2 separate regions of the Mus musculus genome follow, and region 1 is linked to region 2. The links are chromatin contacts, called in public Hi-C maps. All regions are on one chromosome and are shown on one strand. The core of a region is the stretch at or near the end of the contact, and the rest is flanking DNA. Distances in the headings are between cores, read along the strand shown. Region 1 holds the start of Gm36287 (a long non-coding RNA gene). Region 2 overlaps Gm46343 (a long non-coding RNA gene).

Region 1 (6,327 bases), core at 116-2,615, 170 kb after region 2:
TTTTACAACTTGGAGGAAGGACACCTCGAGGAAGCCAAGCAAGCAATCTTTCCAACCAGATCCACTTGCATGGTGACCATAAACACACACACCACACACACTCAAATAAACTGAAGGGCATTTGATTGACCTCTACAGGGGGAGGGGGCTGGGAGAAGTTCCAGCACACCACAGGAGCACCTGTTGGGTGGAACGCAGGCCTCCAGCCATGTTAAACTGAAGGTATGACTTAAAAACAAAGCATGCCAGGTGTGGTGCATGCCTTAAATCCCAGCACTCTGGGAGGCAGAGGCAGGTGGATCTCTGTGAATTCAAAGCCAGCCTGGTCTACATAGTGAGCTGCTGAATCACCAGGGTTGAGTGTCCTCTAACACTCTGGATGACATTGGGCAGGGATTCGTGGGAACTCCCCCATCTCTCCTGCATGGATAAGAGAGATATTCGTTAAGTGCAGACTTCGCAGTCGGGAGGCAGAGGGTGAGAGGTGTGGATGTGTTTCCTGTGCCTGTAGAATTGAGTACTGACCACGAAGGTCCAAGTGCAGATAGAAAGTAGGACCGAGGCCCAGAGGTCTTCAGCATGGCGGGCAACTGGGGTTGACAGTGACTTGTTACCTATTTTATAAAGAACCAGAGTAGGAAGTTAGAAGATTCTCAACACAAAGAAGGATAACTGTTAAGGACCTAAGAATGCTGATTTGGTCACTGTAGGTTATATGAATGTTAAATTATCATACCATATCCCATACATGTATATAATGATGAGACGTTGATTCAATATTTTATTACGTTTCTTTAAAAACCTTTTAAAAAGAGATAATCATGTGGATCTCAGAAATAGTAAAATATAACACAACAGGGAAATCTCTCCAGCAGCTAGGCCTGGCCAATCCAACCCAGCCCAATCAATGAATGTTCCAGCCAGGTATATAATACAGTAGGGATCCTGCACAGAGTACTCTGGGGACTACCGAGGCCTCACTAGTTCCCAACTGCCCATGTGACTCTTACAGTTTCTAGCAAAGAACATAGACTAAGACTCTGAAATGGTCAGTTCCCTGAACAAATACATGGTGATGGGCTGGAAGACATTCTTCAAGAAGTAAAACTGAGCAAGCCCCCGGGTGGGGGGAGCTAGAGAAGAGAGCTTGAGTCCTGCTGAGCCTGAGTGCCTGCTTCTCATTGCCCTGGAGAAGGAAGCCTCAGCCAATTGGCACTATACAATGACAGTTTAGCCAGGCTCTTCTGTTACAGAGATTGACTCAGAAAGACAGAGGATGGAGCCCAGGGCAACCCCCAAGCCTCTCCCCTCACTGCTCATAACATGAGGGTGTAATGACTGTCCTCTGGCTTGTTTTGGTTTTGGTTTTGGTTTAGAGCTGGCCGGTTGTGTAACCCCAGGGACCCTGAGACTTTGTGCTAGCCAAAGCCATGCTCTCACCATGCCAGCTTTCCTTTGCTGGCCACAGGAGGAGTTTTTAGGTCCTTACTGATGCTCCTATCTCCTGGGTAGTTTATTTTGGCTCTGATCATTAACCGTACCTGAACATAAAATTACCCAGAACAGAAAACGCCTTTGTGCCTCTCCAGACATCATCCTTCCTCCTGGAGTGCTGGAACTGTAGCCTCAGGAGGAAATACTGGAATAGCAGGGCTCTGCTCACTCCTTGGGCTTCCCGATGAGGCAGGGTTCTGCTACATTCTAGCTGAGGCACAGAGCTGGGCCAGTCAGTGGGGATTATAAAGCTTTCTGGAAAATATAGAGACATATCAGCACTTAATCTGGCATCAGCCCACCAGGTTTGTCATCCAAACTAGTCTGGAAACTGAGGTATGGAGATCCCAAGTTCAGTACCAAGCTGGGCTCCAAGCCAGCCTGGGCAACTTGATGAGACCCTGTCTGAAAAGACAGTGAAAAGGAAAACCGGTGACGCTCTGGATGAGCATACTGGCTCCAGATTTAATTCCTAGCCCCTGATCTCTAAATACTTCTGAATGCTCACCATGAATTGGTGGTCTTGATTTCTCCAAAGCCCCCTATTACCTGTGAGCCCAAATAAACTCTTCATATTGTCAAGTATCCCACAGGAAGGAGATAAGTAACAGCTCGAACAGGCTTCCTTCTGGTCACATGAGGCGATGAGAAAGATCTATGTCCTCAGATTATCTGAGCTGACTCCAAGGGAAGGATGCAGAGAGAAGGGACTGTCCTCAGACTCTCCAAGGGGGCTGTCACTTTTCTATGTGCACACTGGCTTCCGTGGGACAACAGCTCCAAAGTTGAACTCTCAAGTCCTACTCAGAAAAGGCCAGCAGTCCCCTGGAAATGGGCTTCCTTCCAGAGTGAGGAGTGGGTGGCTCCTCTCACCTGTGAACTCCTGTCAATCAAGGGGCTCAAACACAGCAGCGTGCAGAGTTGAAATGCCAGCATCCAGGGAATCCTGGAGCCTCCCCCAAGAAATCAAAAGCCCTAACAAAGTTCTGCTTTCTGCAAACTGGAACCTTCCTCATTCTGGTGGAAGCCTGCCTCAGACCTTCAGGCTGAGATGCAGAAGCAACCCCTCAGCTTAATCTTGTGGGCTACTTGCTCCTGGAACACACCAGGGCTACAGAGTCTACAAAGCCGAACCTCCAGCCCCGCCATCTTAGCGCCAACAGTGACTGGACTCGTGGATGTTTCTCAGGACAGAGACCTGGCCTTCCTCATATTTATACAATCGAGTTGGTCGACTGCAAAGAGGCTTTTCTGAGGTGTGTTGGAGAGGGTGTACCTCCCCAGTTAGCCACTTTGCAGACATATGGCCCACTATGCCACCAGTTACAAAGTGATTACTGGAGCAGCCCAAACAGATTTTTGTTTTGTTTTGTTTTGTTTTGGGGTTTTTTTTTTTGTTGTTGTTGTTGGGTTTTTTTGTCAAAGTGAAGGTGTGATTCTCTCAGATTCTGTGAGAACACCACACACACACACACACACACACACACACACACACATATTTTTACCAAGCCAATCTGTTTCCTGGCAGCTGGTGGCTGCAGGGCCTGGAAGCCAGCTTAGATGACTGGAGAGTCACACAGGTGAACCTGCTGAGCTCTGGAGGGAGGTGGAGCCCATGAGGTACAGCTCCAAAGCCCCCTGTGCACTGGGGACTGTGAGTAGCCCGTCCCATCTCCCTGCCTAGTCTCTCACGTATAACAGGAAGGACTATCACAAAAGCTCCTTGCACGGGGCTGGGCTCATCTAAATTGAACCGACTCACGGTTGCTGGTTTAGTAAGAATCCCTTTGAAATTAAAGTTACAGCGTGCTAGAACTACCAGTAAAGATGAACCAAACTCCTCTACTTCCCAAGTCCACCTAGGGCAAAAAGCATGTTCCCGTTTTGCAATGTAGTTCTATGGCATCTAACAAGGCAGCGCTGTGGGGACTTGATTTACAGATTTTTACTGAAACTGCGGTTTCTGGATCACAGTCCAAGTTCCTGCGTGGAGGCTGGTGTGTACACAGAGCATCTATGCCATCACAGAGAATCCAGGTCAAGGCACTGGCCCCCTGCTGTGAGCAAGTGAATTTCTGAGCCTCCACCAGGCGGAAGACAGAGTACCTGCCCTGAGTACCTCAAACCGGAGTTGTAGTACACCAGCTTCAGACATATTCTCCTCTCCTCCCCTCCCCTCTCCCCTCTCCTCCCCTCTCCCCTCTCCCCTCTCCCCTCCTCTCCCCTCTCCTCCCCTCTCCCCTCTCCTCCCCTCTCCTCCCCTCTCCCCTCTCCTCCCCTCTCCCCTCTCCTCCCCTCTCCCCTCTCCTCCCCTCTCCTCCCCTCTCCCCTCTCCTCCCCTCTCCCCTCTCCTCCCCTCTCCTCCCCTCTCCCCTCTCCTCCCCTCTCCCCTCTCCCCTCTCCCCTCTCCCCTCTCCCCTCTCCCCTCTCTCTCTCTCTTTCCCTCTCTCTCTCTCTTTTCTTCGTCATCCCCCAGAGGCTAAGCAACAGAAAAGAGAACCCTGATGTTCCACCTAGGGAGAACATACCACTTTTATTTCCTGAAGACATGGTTCTCTGGCTGTTTACAGTGGGAAAGGATACAGGGACTAGGACAGAGGGCACAGTTGGAAACTCCTAGAGTCAAAGCAGGCTGAGCAACCATCTCACCTGGAAGCTACCGATCCCTGATGGGCAAGCCATGCAACTTCCCCTGAGCCTCAGTTTTTCTGTGAGGAGAGTAGGGGAGTCAACTCTACAGATAAACTGGGCACAAGATAGTGGTAGAGACACTCGTGACCTCCACCTGGCAGGGTAGCCTTCATCATCACATCTGTTGGCAAATCAGTTCTCAGAACACCAAAATTTGACGGAAATCCTTCCCGCCCATGGAGCTGATTCTAGGTGTTTTGGCAGAGTCACTGTGTTTCCAACAATCACACTTATTTTTTTTTTCTTCCTTAGAAGAGGTAGGAGAAGAACTGTCTCTGTCCCCAAGAGCCAGACTTAGGGCTCTCATTTCCTCATTTTTCCACTAAACACTTTTGAGGACCTACATTCTGGATGGAGAGACAGACCATCAATGACAGGCTTGGTACATAAATAAGTTACGCAGTAGGTTAAAGATCACAGGGAGAAGAGGCATGGGGGAAGTCAAACGGGTGGAGAGGGCGGACGTGGAGGGCGGAGGTGGGTTGAACATTAAATGAATTGTCAATAAGGACCTCACTGAGGGATGAGAGCTAAAGAGGATGTCTGAGGCAAGCCCATTCCAGGGGGAAGAGAGGGCTGGGCCTGGAATGTCTGCAGATGTCTCCACAGCCCAGACTTCACTCCTGTGCCTCAGTCCTCCATTATGACCTGGGCACCTAATGGCATTCGAGATGAGTCCAAGCCTGACCCCCTGGGAGTCCAGCCCGGCCTGGGCTAGAAGCAGAAACTCTTCCCCAAGCTTCCCAGATGGTGTGTACAACCCTGCAGGGCAGGAGCTTTTTTGTCTTTATAGCGAGACCCTCTCAAAGCCAGTTCTACTCTGGGGGCTCAGCTCACATCCTGATCACACTGCACATCAGAATTCCTCCTGAGAAAGGGTCCTTCTCTCTCATTCCAACAATGGTCCAAGCCCACAGCCCACTTCCCTGCTTCCTCTCGGGTGCTGCATGGGCGTGGGCCGTGCCTGCAGTTTCTCACACACAGCTTCTCACTCCAACCACCACTTACCCGACACTTACTGCTCCTCACTGTTTCTCAGGCCACTGTGTTTTCTAATGCTACCAAGAACCGTTGGCAGGACTGCAGACAACCTTAGAAGATGCAAAGACATAGTCTAGTGGATGCACAGGAGTCGGGAGTAGACAGCTTGGTGGACCACTGCAGAATATATGCCAGGAAAAAAAAAAAACAACCTCCCCCCACCCCCGACCTCACCCCACCCCCAAAAATACACTCTGAAAAGGACTACCTTCTTCTCCAGCACTGTCTCCAACCCTTCTTACCCATAAGCCCCAGCTTGACGGGCCAGGCCCACTCACTCACACACAGTCCCTCACTGTCCTCCAAATTACTCAAGGAAGACTGGAAGCCAAATGCACACTCCCGGGAGACCTTAACTGTGTGACTAGAAAACCAGTACTTTTCAACGATGGCCAGCTATCAAATTATTTCCTCAAATAAACTCTCCTGAGGAGCTACAACAGACAAGACAGAGAAGTAGAGTTAGTCTAACTGAAGAGAAAGCATAGAATCCACTGGGATACATCAGCTTTCACCCAGTCCAGCCCAGCCAGGCTGTCCCTCAGTGAGGACCAAAGGGCCCTCCAGCCATGGTACTAGGATCACGGAGAGTATAGCTTTGCTGGGCCTGAGGCCTCTACCATGGAGGGTGACTACAATGCCCTGGAAAGAAGCTGCTAGAACCAGAATAGATGTCTGTCTGTTGGATGGTCTGTCTGTCTGGAGAGAACATGAGAAGATGCATGTATATGTAAGACAGAAATGTCAGTCAATGTGTAATTTAACTCTACAAGGCCACGGCCACAGTTATTTCACCAAATAGCAATAAAACTAAAAGATAAAAAGGATAGCCCCAAATGACAAGGATTTTTCTGAGCAGGGAGTGGTATGATAAAGTCCTTAGTGACCTGAGTCAGGCTCACAGCAACCTAGGCAGGTGGGCAAACAGAAAGGATCCTGTCCCCCTCAGCTGCCCCATAAAATCAGTTCCCCAAGGCTCAGGTCACGGCCAGGTCCCTGTGCCTGGCATTGATCCCTGTGGCAGGGAGTGGTTCTCAGCTTGTGGTGGATGGTTTCATACTTCCCCAGAAGAAGAGAATTTTACTCTCAATCTCTGTAACT
Region 2 (5,891 bases), core at 1,789-4,288:
TTTTGAATCATTTGGAAAAGGAATGACTTCAACCCCAGAAACCAACTTTGGCATTTCAGAGACATAAGTCAACCTTCCAGCCAGTGAGGACTGAAAGATTTTGGCCTTGAATGGTCTGAAGACAAACCAAGGACAATGTGGCATGCAAATCTCAGTCTATGGGCTTTGAATTTCCCAGAACTGAATGCCAAAGACTGTTTGCCACCTACTCCCTCCCCCAGCTGCAGTCACAGCCACACACTTTGTTGGGGGTAGATAGATACCATCATTTCAAACATCCCTTCTTCATTCAGGGAAGATTCCCTGGAGGGACAGTGAATATTTTGTATTGAACATAAGCAAACAGCCTCTCCCCATGGTATGAAAAAGTGGTATTGAAATAGAGCTTCACAGATTCATAAGAGAATGCAGACACTGAAAATGAAGGTCACTCAAAAGGACCAGAAGCCAGCCCCAAGGCCTTTGAGAGAAAACTCCGTGGGTTCCAAAGAGGAAGACACTAGAGAGTCACTGAGAGCCAGGTGTCAACTCGGGCTCAATCTAAAGCCTGAAGCCCACTGTGGTGGCTCTCACATATCCTACATATACAGCCGGGTCAAACTGCTATAAGGGTAGTTTCTCCAGATACCTCCTCTGAGTATAGCCCCAATACTGAGCCCTACTTCAGGTAAAACTTAAGACCTGAAAGAACTGTATCTTTGTGTAGTCACTATGGGCTATCATCTTTATCTCTACAGGAACGGAGAACATGGGACCTCAGCTGCTTGGTACTGTGGCCACTGTGGAGCTGTGCAGGACCATCTACATCCAAGAGTGACACCCAGCAGGAGGGATACACAACTACATCACAAGGCATGAGATGCTTTCCCCTTATGGCTTAACATTGACTGAACCTTCGTGTTGAGGGACCAACTCCCATCCACAAGTGTGCATTCATATCATGGAAGACCTTCAAGAGAGTACTCTGCAAGGGTGTATGTGAGTGGAATACATTTATTAGAAGTATGAAAGTAATATTACCACATTTTTATCTCAAGAGGCTGAACCGGTTACACTAGTTTTTCCTCTAATCAAATTTTGTATTACATTCTCACTGTACCTCAGGCAAGAAAAGTCAAAAACCCAGAAATAGAAGCCATGATTAAATATTCCAATCACCTTCCAGCTGCTTCAGCTATAGCTTTGCCCTTCCTGAAGGACAGAGGAGACAAGAGGGGGCAGAAAGTACCATGGGACACTGGTAAGCGGGGAAGATTTGACCCAGGAACCAGATCCTATCGGGTCAGAATCCCTAGTCCCTGAAACTCCTAAGAGCCTGAGATTCAAGCCACCTCCCAGCAAGAAGAGCAGGACTCAGGGACACTCTAGGAGTGGCCATAAGACTTAAAGCGAAATATCAGTTCTGGAAAGCAGTGAAGGTCCCCAGTGTCCACAGAGCTTCTGAAGACCAAATGGTAAGGCCACGAGGAAGCCTTTGCTAATTTCTATAAAGAAAGGTAGAAAGGAAACCGCATTAAGCCAGCCCTTCAGATAGGTGAGGGGTGAGCTCAGACAGAACCCCCAAAATAGACCCGGGTGGCTCCTAAGTCAGCTTTCACTTCCACCAGACCTGGAGTTGCACTTCCAGACAGGCCCGGTGGTTGTTGGAAGGGCCCACAGTGGTGAGTTGTGACTCAAGCTTCTCCAGCCACTCACTGCCACCTGTAACCACAGTCAGGTTAGTAGAGGAAGTTCCCTGGCAGAGCGCAGCCATTGTGAAACTGACTGAAAGCAACGGGTTCTGACTAACGTCTTCACCTGTTTCACACGGACTGGAGGCAAAGTTCTTTGTGTTCTCTCAGGAGCCTTCCCAACTGCTAGCTCACTGGCCTCCATCTCTATACAACAGGAAGAGTCAAGGACCCATCAGTTCACTCAAGAGGCTCACAGCTTCTTTACCTCTTTGTACTTCTTTACCTTCAATGACTTTAGGGGCTGGTGAAATGGCTTGGGAGAAGGCAACTGCTGCCAGGCCTAATGACCTGAGTTCCATCCCCAAGAATCACATGGTAAAAGAAAAGTACAGCCTTCCACAAATTGCCTTCTCACCTCCACACATATACCACAGCACACACGTACCAATGCATGTACGTATATACACACATACATGGATGGATAGATAGATAGATAGATAGATAGATAGATAGATAGATAGATAGATAGATAGATAGATAGATAGATAGATTGATAGACAGACAGACAGACAGACAGACAGACAGACAGACAGACAGACAGACAGACAGACAGACAGACAGATAGATAGATAGATAGATAGATAGATAGATAGATAGATAGATAGATAGATAGATAGATAGATAGAACAGCTTATTGGGTACATCCCAGCACTTGGAATGGGAAGGTAAGACAGGAGGATTGAAAGTTCAAGACTAGTCTGGACTATTTTGGAAGACCATGTCTCAAAAACAAAAAGACCTAGGTTTTCAGAGGTCCATAGAAAGAAAAGGAAGCTAGCCACATAGCAATGGCAATGCCTCACATGCTAGTCATTAAATTTCCCTTGGGTTTTTGTCTAGGGAAAAAAAAGAAGTGCTACTTTTAGATCTCTATCTGTCCTAAATCTACCCAAACGAATACTCTATGAAGGTGCAGATATAAACTCTTGATGGTGAGAAAACTCTTAACGTGGAATGAGCAGGAGAGATAAACAGGAAAAGTGCAAGAGAAAGGGGGTCTTGGAGATACAGCAGGACTGCAGTGTGACTTCCCTTAAGTGGACTGTAATTTTCCTCCTCTAATAAAGGGAAGCCGCCACCCTGCTATAAACAGAAGTGGAGTCTTCCAAAGGCTTGTAACTTGATCCCTTTCTACCCTCACTGCCAGCCAAGGATCCACAGCCAAACCTTTCTGCATTCACAGGAAAAGTGGGATCTGAGACTCAATCTATGTAAATTGGTGGTTGCTAAGATTAGAAGCAATAGGGCAGGACTGCTGCTCAGCCAGTGCTCACCTACCACAGAAATGGGGGCAGAGGACTGGACGTTTAAGGTCAGCCTTGGCTATGAAAAGCAGCCAAGGGCAGCCTTGGGTCCATGAAACCCTGTGTCAAAAAAGTAAATTAAAACAAGTGTGGTCATGATGCAACAGAAGGACCTTGGCACTTCACTCGAAAAGCTGGAGGTTGTCCAGGCGCAGGCACAGTCATCTGCTTAGTCCCTCCCCAACTTCCTTCAGCAGGGTACTTCATGACCTGTAGGAGAGTGGTGGAGACTATTTTAACTCATAGATGATCTTACCTGTGGTACAAAGCCGAGATGAAGTTCTTCTTCAAAACAACCAGTTTAGAAGAGTTATAGCATTGTGGCCATGGCAGCCATGAAGGGACTCTGAAGTAGGAGAACATTAGATATAGACAGTTGTTATATATAGCATGACAGTGATGCTGAACGTGGAGACATCAGTTCCCTTTAGTTATAAAGGTTAGGAGGTACAGCGTTGTGTCACAGACAACATGATGGGGTCCAGAAGGAGACAGAAGGAGCCTTCAGCTTTATGGGAACAAAGACAATAACGTGCTCTTGTAGGCCTCTGTTGAAGGGGGGGCTAAGTTCCACTCTGCATGACCTACTTACTGTACCTACCATGCATTAGGATGGGTTCTGCACATGACAGGAGTCCAATTCAAGGTTGCCTTGGGTCTGGGTGATGGGGAGGGAAGCAACTCTTGCTTACAGATATAAGGGGGAGGGGGAGGTCAGCTGTTCTGTCCAGAAAGAGGGAGACTGAGAAGAGTAGGTGTGGCCTGATTTCTCAGAAAGATACTAGCAAGATGATCTGGGATCTATTAATCATGGGATTGGATCTGGGACCAGAGATCAGAGATCAACCATGACCCCTATGACAAGGTAAGCCTCATAGGGTTTCTCCACCCTCAGCAAGCTCCAAAGGGGCAAAAAATTGATGGGAAAGCTAGCACGAAAGGAAGTCATCATCGCAACTTAACTCCTTTACCTAACTCAACTGGTTCATTGCCTCGTCATGTCCCAGACCGGGGCTACAAGGGTGAACATGAAGGAAGTCTCAGGTATAGACTGGACCCAGATTCTGCTTGGACTTAAACATAGTAGACAGAGAGATGACTCACGGCACCATAGCCATAAAACAGCAACTGTCATAAATACTGTATTCGCCCTAGTATCTGGTGCTTAGACACCTGCTAAACCTGTCAGTCCCCCTTTCACAGGGGAGAAGGCCAAGGCCAATAGACCTTAGAGCAATCCAAGATTTAAAGCAACACCATGGGAGAGAGCAATACTCAGGAGTGATGAGGGTACATGCAGCCAGAAGGGGAGGATAGCTTAAAGTCATGTCTATTGGTGTGGTTCCTCTTCTCCTTATTCGGACTGATTTGTGCTTTCATGGTCCAGGGTATAATTACTTCTGGAGTGAGAACATTAAAGTAGGCTACAAGGCATATTTGGGGAAGAAACTAGATTAAACTTTTAAATAGAGAAAACAGCACTCTTCTTATTTGAAGGGAAAATATAGAAGGGAAAAAAAAAAGGTCTTCACAAAGTAGGTTGGGGTCCCCGGTGCTGATGTATATCTTGACATTGCAGCCAATACTTAAATGGGGAATGTTAGACACTGAGGAAGACAGTGGCTGGCAACACTTTACTGTTGTGTACTGGTGTGCTTTCTTCGAGTACACTCTGCCAGAATGATGCTACACCAAAAAGGCTGCTAGGCAGACATGCTTCAAAGTGCAAGGCTGAGGCTGCCATGGACAAGCAGAACATTCTGCTCTGGGCCTCAGGTTTCTTCCATGTAAAATCCTGATCAAAGTCATATCTTACAAGGCTATGAAAATTATATAAGTTACAGCATCTATAGACCTCTCATGGTATGGATGCTATTCTAAACTGCAACACACTAACTCTTTCAATCCACACACAGCTCTATCACAGACCTCATTTAACAGATCTGAGGTTCCCATTACTTCCTGGGAGGAAAACTACTGTCCATTGACTGGCATGAGGCTACAACTTAGAGTTTCTTTTAGATTAGAAACTTGTGCCACTAAGACTGCATATCACTTTCCTCTCAGTCTCTGCTTTCTACCAGCAGCCTGTAGTAGATGCCCAGTAAGGATTCACTGAGTTAGCAAGCACAGATACTTGAAATCCTGAAGAACCCCAGAGAGAGGCCCTAACAAGTTGATCGATTTTCTACAAGAAATCTACACTTGCAAATCTCAATATCTCTCTCTCTCTCTCTCTCTCTCTCTCTCTCTCTCTCTCTCTCTCTCTCTCTCTCTCTCTCTCTCTCTCTCCCCCCCCCTCTCTCTCTCTCTCATTGAGTTGGTTTCATAACCTAAATATGGGAATGCCAAGTAAATGCTTCCTTTGAGAAAGCCTTGAATGTGTGCTATGGTGAGAGCTGCAAGCCATATTGAGCCTGTGTGCTGGTCTTGTTGTGACTCTGCACTACCCCAGGGGCAGCTTTCCTCTGAAGGACCAACAGATACCTCAGGAGTCCCTTAGAAGCCATGGGCAGGAGCCACCTTCAGAAGCAATGGTACCTCGGAATCTTGCCTCAATTGCCAAGCAAAGGCTTGTAAACATGGGCCCTCTTCCTCTTTCCCTCTTCCTCTCCTTCCATGCCTTCCTCCATATCCCTCCTCTCTCCCTCCTTCCACACTTTCCCCTCCAGACTGCAGAATCCTACAGCACAATAGTCAGAATTCCAATACAGAAAGCCTTCCCACTGGCCACATGCTGAGGCAAATCTATAAAGACACAGAGCCAGGAGACACTACTAGCTTCTTCATGCTGCTAGGGGAGAAAGAAGGCACCGTCTACAGCCGATCATAGACTCAGGAGCCTGATGCCTCC

What was found. A called contact is a pair of places that touch in the nucleus more often than the background predicts.
Region 1: a Hi-C map of liver shows a contact between it and region 2, with 1.9 times the contacts expected there. The contact joins two enhancer-like sites. A contact is called at or near these places in 2 of 484 Hi-C or Micro-C datasets (liver and nephron progenitors) and 3 of 115 datasets of contacts at active chromatin or transcription factors (CD8 T cells, bone marrow-derived dendritic cells and embryonic stem cells).

What each region holds. Positions count from the first base shown.
Region 1 is chr12:25,138,674-25,145,000 of GRCm38.p6, reverse strand. It overlaps Gm36287 (a long non-coding RNA gene), which reads right to left and starts at 5,461. Exons shown (of 9, transcript XR_003950180.1): 1 at 5,435-5,461; 2 at 4,144-5,276; 3 at 1,542-1,749; 4 at 1-614. Within about 2 kb of position 1,365, at least 54 of the 459 cell types and tissues checked have an H3K27ac peak or open chromatin away from gene starts, as enhancers often do. A contact at or near this core is called in liver, where this site is marked.
Region 2 is chr12:25,307,713-25,313,603 of GRCm38.p6, reverse strand. It overlaps Gm46343 (a long non-coding RNA gene), which reads right to left. Exons shown (of 3, transcript XR_001780576.2): 3 at 2,359-3,247. Among named protein-coding and RNA genes, the nearest start is that of Gm46343, 6.9 kb to the right of the region's middle. Within about 2 kb of position 3,038, at least 105 of the 459 cell types and tissues checked have an H3K27ac peak or open chromatin away from gene starts, as enhancers often do. A contact at or near this core is called in liver, where this site is marked.